2 separate regions of the Rattus norvegicus genome follow, and region 2 is linked to region 1. The links are chromatin contacts, called in public Hi-C maps. All regions are on one chromosome and are shown on one strand. The core of a region is the stretch at or near the end of the contact, and the rest is flanking DNA. Distances in the headings are between cores, read along the strand shown.

Region 1 (2,656 bases), core at 72-2,571:
TGTGCAGAGAACAGAGACTCTTAGTTTCAGACTTCCATTTTGTCTGGCTGAGTCTTGGGCAGGTGTCCTGAATCACTATCAGGCTTTACTCTTACAAGCATAGAGAACCAAATAATGTTACAATTGTGTGTTTCAGTTTTGAGAAAATCAACAACTGTTACAATTTGTATCAGCAGAAATTCTTTCTGGTTCTAGTAATAAAGTGAGTGCTCTACGAATTTGGGGCCTAAAAGTGGGAGATTTAGAAACCCTGCAACTGGGGTTGGGGATTTAGCTCAGTGGTAGAGCGCTTGCCTAGGAAGCGCAAGGCCCTGGGTTCGGTCCCCAGCTCCGGAAAAAAAGAACCAAAAAAAAAAAAAAAAAGAAAAAGAAAAAAAAAAAAAGAAACCCTGCAATTAGGGGTTGGGGATTTAGCTCAGTGGTAGAGCGCTTGCCTAGCAAGCACAAGGCCCTGGGTTCGGTCCTCAGCTCCGAGAAAAAAAAAAAAAAAAAAAAAAAAAAAAAAAAAAAAAAAAAAAAAGAAACCCTGCAATTCTTGCAGTTGTTCAGGGTCAGCTCCTGACACCACATGGTGGCTCATAGCCATGTGCAACTCCAGTTCTAGGGGATCCTATGCCCTTTGCAGACCTCTCTGGGAAGCTGGTGCACATGTGGTGTACATACATACAGGTAAAACACTCACTCATACACAAAGTAAAATTTTAAAAAAGAAAGAAAATACATCAGCAATGCTGGTGACATAGCTAACTGGTATAATTCTTGGTATAGACAAAACCCTGGGTTCTATTCTCTGTACCACAAAAAGAAAAAAAGGGAAAGTTAAAAAATAATAACAACAACAACAAAAAAGTAGGCCAGGCATGGTGGCACATGCCTTTAATCCAAGCACTCCAGGAGGCAAGGGCAGGTAGATCTCTGTGAGTTCTAGGCCAGCATGGTCTACATTTTAAGTTCCAGGAGAACAGCCAGAGCTACATAGTAAGACACAATCTTGAAAACAAAACAAAGTACTAGTGCTTAGCAATGGGGATAAGAGGCTATCAAGGTGAGATAGGGTGCACAACCCCAAGATCCAACAACCACACCTTTCCCTAATCTACCTTAACTACTCCATGTTAAGAACACATCCTTGTTCTACCATCCCAAAGTGCCTTCATACTAAAGGATTCCACAGTTCTACACCCACATGAAGACATATGGGCTCTTCAAAATAGAAATCTCAGCAGGGAGACAACAAAGCGAATTTGAGGTCTGGCCAAGAGAGACAGCATTTGAAGGACTTGCATAGAAGACATTCATGGTCTGTCAGTTTTGGGACTCTAAAACTGGATGTGCTAAGGAACTGTACTTCTGTAGGTCTATCAATCAATACGCTCTAAGTCTGACCCACAGGATCTCACAGCATTTCCACATGGCTTTTTAGAGCACATGTTTTCCATGTAGGCGTTGCAGATGAGGAAACAGCCTTGAGAAGAAGCAAGTCAGTGGGAAGATAGAGTTAAGATTCACTCTGGAAAATTCACCCCTTACAGTTAAAGGCTTTTTGTTCCATTGTTTAAGCGAGGGTTTCAATAAGTAGACCAGGCTGGCCTCCAACTTAAAAAGATCCACCTCTGCCTGGGATTAAAACCTGCTTCCTTGTTTGTTTTTGCCAAATCAAACAAGCTATATAGTCAACCTCCATCGATGCAGAAACACTTTTCCTTTTACTCATTTAGTGGTCATAAACGTTTACTGAACAGTCTTCTATGCCACAGCCTATCCATGCGTACTGCTGCATGATCATTGGCCTGGTTACACCTTACACATGCTCTGTCACAGTAGCACATTGCTCACCACATACAGAGCACTGTGCAATGATCTTCCCTTCAGCAGGCTCTGGGTTTCTTCCCAGAGATGTTACTCTGAGTGATTCTAGTGGTCAATTATTTATCCACACGGACAGAGACTTTCTGTAGAACCATCTGGCAGTTCTCTGTGCGGAAAAGCTGTTCTGAGTCACGCCCCAATATTAGCAGCACACTAAATGCTGTCTCCTTGGCTCCTGACCACTATGAACATGCTTGAAAGGTGCTGGGAATGCGGATTTGCAAGTAGCAGGTGAAGCTTCTCCAAGGGTAATTTTTAACATGAGTCGTGGTTTTCCTTCTTTCACTTTCACTAGGATCTGAGGTACAGTTCTTGGTGGGCTTGGGAGCCAGCTGTTCTTTAATAAAAAGATAAGCTAGGAGACAGCGCCACCTGGTGGCAGAAGGGAGAAAGGTTGCTGAGATGCCCCAGAAGAAGGCGCGCACAGGAGCCTGGCCAGCCAGAGACTACTCTCCAACAGATGGAATGCCTGGCACCTTCAGTCCATCTCCTCACAGTTAATAGCCACTGCAGAGTAAGATGTGTACTCTCCCCGTGAACAAATTACTATGCCTCACTTGATGCCAGAACAGCAAGAACTGGAGAATGTCAGTTTCTCTCATTAATAGAAAAATATGGCTCTAAATAGCCCACCATAAGCTCGGTTCTAAAACTATAGATGGTGACCATTTATTTACCTTTAGTTGTGGACAAAGGTATGAACAGCTTCTCTAAGCCTGAGGAGGGCTTGACAACTACAAGATCCTACCTATGGTCAGCTGCTAGGAGCCATAGCAGACAGCTCTCC
Region 2 (2,656 bases), core at 53-2,552, 110 kb after region 1:
TGTGCTTACTGGGTGAAACCAACCCTGCAGGCTGTCTTAATGCAGGGTCAAGCCCAACACAGTCCCCAAAGAATTATATAGAACAACTGCTTTACCATAGAGAAACAGAAATTATGTCCAAGCGTTATTTTTTGATGCAAGTTCCCAGACAGTTCCAACAGACAGAAAAATGGATTGAATTTAGGAACAGGGTAGTCATTTTGCAGAGCTTGTAGGAACCAGGAGATTCTGTGACTAGTATCTAGGGGAAAAGGAAATGAAAACTTACATTTGAGAACACACTCACCTGATGCCCCAAACTAAGAGCACAGAGTACCCAGAGAATGTGTGTGATATGAAGCAGATGATTGTATGTACTGAACCCCTAAGTGTTAACCAGCTTTACCTGCAACAGGTGACAACTGAATTTGACACATGCTAAGTACGTCGGGAAATAATTATATCAAAGCCATCTTTACCACATCTGTGTAACATTAACATATGTACAGCCCACGGGCGTTGGTGAAGCAGGAAGAAGAGCGACTTACTGACCGTAAGGAAGGTCAGATTCAGTCAGACCCAGCCAAGGAAGGCCACTGGGCTGGGTCCTGGAGGCCATCATTGCTCCAAGAGGACAGGAGGGTGGTCCAGGCCAAGGCAGAAGGTGGGGCTGCTGGAGAGGGCAGGCCCACACAACAGTCCTGGAAGGCCCAGGCGAAGGCAGCCCCCCACCCCCACCTCCAAGCCAGGACGATCTTGAAGTGGAGGACCTCCCCCCCTACTCGACCCGGAGAGATGGGGAGGCGGGGCCTGTCACAGAGCCAGCCTGGCGGTCCCCTAGGCCAACACCTTTTCCCACCCGCCCGTTGCTCACCTGGGCACGCAGCTGGATGAGCTCCGGTCCACCTCCCAGGTAGCATACAAATTCATCTGCACTGGGGCGGGGGTGCGGCCTGGTCCCGGACCGCCGGGAGGCGCAGAGCCCGAGGCCACCGCGACGGCCATGGAGGTGGAGGTGGAGGAGGACGAGGAGGAGGCGGCCGCAGCCGAGGTGGACGAGGAGGACGAGGTGGCCTGGGCCAGTTTGGGGGGCGTCGGCTGTTGCGGCTGAGATGGCTGCTGCGGCGGCTGCTGCTGCGGGGACTGGGCAACCCCAGAGCCCCGCTGACTGCTGCCGCCCCCGGCGCCTCCGGGACCACCGCCCGCCCCTCCGCGTTCCGCCATGGCCTGGCCAGGGGTGGAAGGGGCGCGGGGCTTACGCGGACTGCGGGCACGCGAGCTACTCGCAGGCTTCCCCCCCGCGGCGGCAGCGGCTCAGCGCGTCTCCTCAGAACGCCCGGCGGAGCGCGAGCCACCAGCGAACCTGCACGCACGCGCGGGCCTTCGCTGCGCGCGGTCCTCGCGCTCGCCCGCCGCCTGTTGCGGCCCGCGAGGCCCAGACACTGGGTGGGCGTGCCCGAAAGGGGCGGGGAGTCGCAGCCCCACCCAGCCGGGCGCCGAGGGGCGGGCCAGGCTGGCACTCAGCCCCGCGGCCTCTGGGAAGGGGCTACAGCCCGCGCGCTCTCGCAGCGCGGCCCTTGCGTCCCTTGCAGGCCTCTGGCGTGATGGCTCCGCGCCCCTCCTTCCTCCACCCCCGTCGGGCGGCCGCTACCCCGCCAGCGGAAACCCGGGTTTTCCGGGGCGCGGTCCCGAACAGGAGAGGACTGTACGGGAGCGCGCTCAGCCCCTGAGATCTGCAGAACACGTAGTGGAGGCGGACCGCGGCTGGTCACGCGTTGCGCGGAAATTGGACAGCCCGCGGTGGCGACCCCTTCTGTGGGTATTTCGCCCATTTCTGTAAAAGGAGCAGTAGGTAGAGATCCAGGGACCGGCCACCACCTCTGGAGCTTAAGTTCCCGCTTGAGGGTAGGCAGGAGCCAGTGAGCTAAGTTTGGCTAGGTCCAAGAGCCATTCTTGGTACAGCGCCCCCGACACAGCCTTCTTTACAAAGTCCCAGAGTGCCTCAGTGCTTTCTCAATTCCTAAAATTCTCTCAAGGCCTGATCAGCTGCCATCCCCACACACCCCCACCCTACCTAGAGCTCTTGCACCCTCCTACACCCACACCTTCTCCACAGTACTTGAGCAAATGTCATGGAATCCTGTGCTCCAACCTAGTCAAGTTTTTCAAAAACTTCTCAGAACTCAGGGATGAAGACTAAACAAGCCCTTCAAACCCTACACCTACAACCCACCCACACACACACTAGTAAATCCAAGTAGTTAGCCGGGACTCTGGAACAATTTAGATTTTATTTAGATACAGATGTTCTCCAATAGTAAGAAATAGGCCTTTCTGCCACAAGGTCAATAAGGCAGGCCTGACCTGGCCTACTTCCCCAGCCTACAGTTAGTTACTTCCCAGCCTAGCCAGGGTGCTAAGCTGGCTATTTTTATTCCCCACGGACAAAGCAGTAAGGTCAGCCCAGACCTAAAGGTACTTTCCTCAGAGCCTTCATACACAGGAAGGGTAGGAGATAGTGAATTATCCACACAGTCATTTCAGCAACTACAGTCCCATAGTTCTGTGGGGCAGTCTGATTATAGGCAAGAAGTATATTCTTTTGCAGAAGCTAAAAAAGAGAGAGGTTCAAGAGTGCCTGTATTCATTCCTCCTTGGGAAACAGCTTTATTTACAA

Evidence for each region. A called contact is a pair of places that touch in the nucleus more often than the background predicts.
Region 2: a Hi-C map of frontal cortex shows a contact between it and region 1, with 2.5 times the contacts expected there. The contact joins the promoter of Pacs1 here to the enhancer-like site in region 1. A contact is called at or near these places in 2 of 12 Hi-C or Micro-C datasets (the A7r5 cell line and frontal cortex).

The regions. Positions count from the first base shown.
Region 1 is chr1:211,882,725-211,885,380 of GRCr8, forward strand. The region is part of intron 10 of Pacs1 (phosphofurin acidic cluster sorting protein 1); the gene reads right to left. It overlaps LOC120099980 (a long non-coding RNA gene), which reads left to right. Exons shown (of 2, transcript XR_005499565.2): 2 at 1-524. Among named protein-coding and RNA genes, the nearest start is that of Klc2, 30 kb to the left of the region's middle. Within about 2 kb of position 1,322, at least 15 of the 93 cell types and tissues checked have an H3K27ac peak or open chromatin away from gene starts, as enhancers often do.
Region 2 is chr1:211,997,526-212,000,181 of GRCr8, forward strand. It overlaps Pacs1 (phosphofurin acidic cluster sorting protein 1), which reads right to left and starts at 1,303. Exons shown (of 24, transcript NM_134406.1): 1 at 854-1,303. The coding sequence starts at 1,203. Sf3b2 (splicing factor 3b, subunit 2) reads right to left here. Exons shown (of 20, transcript NM_001106326.1): 20 at 2,253-2,656.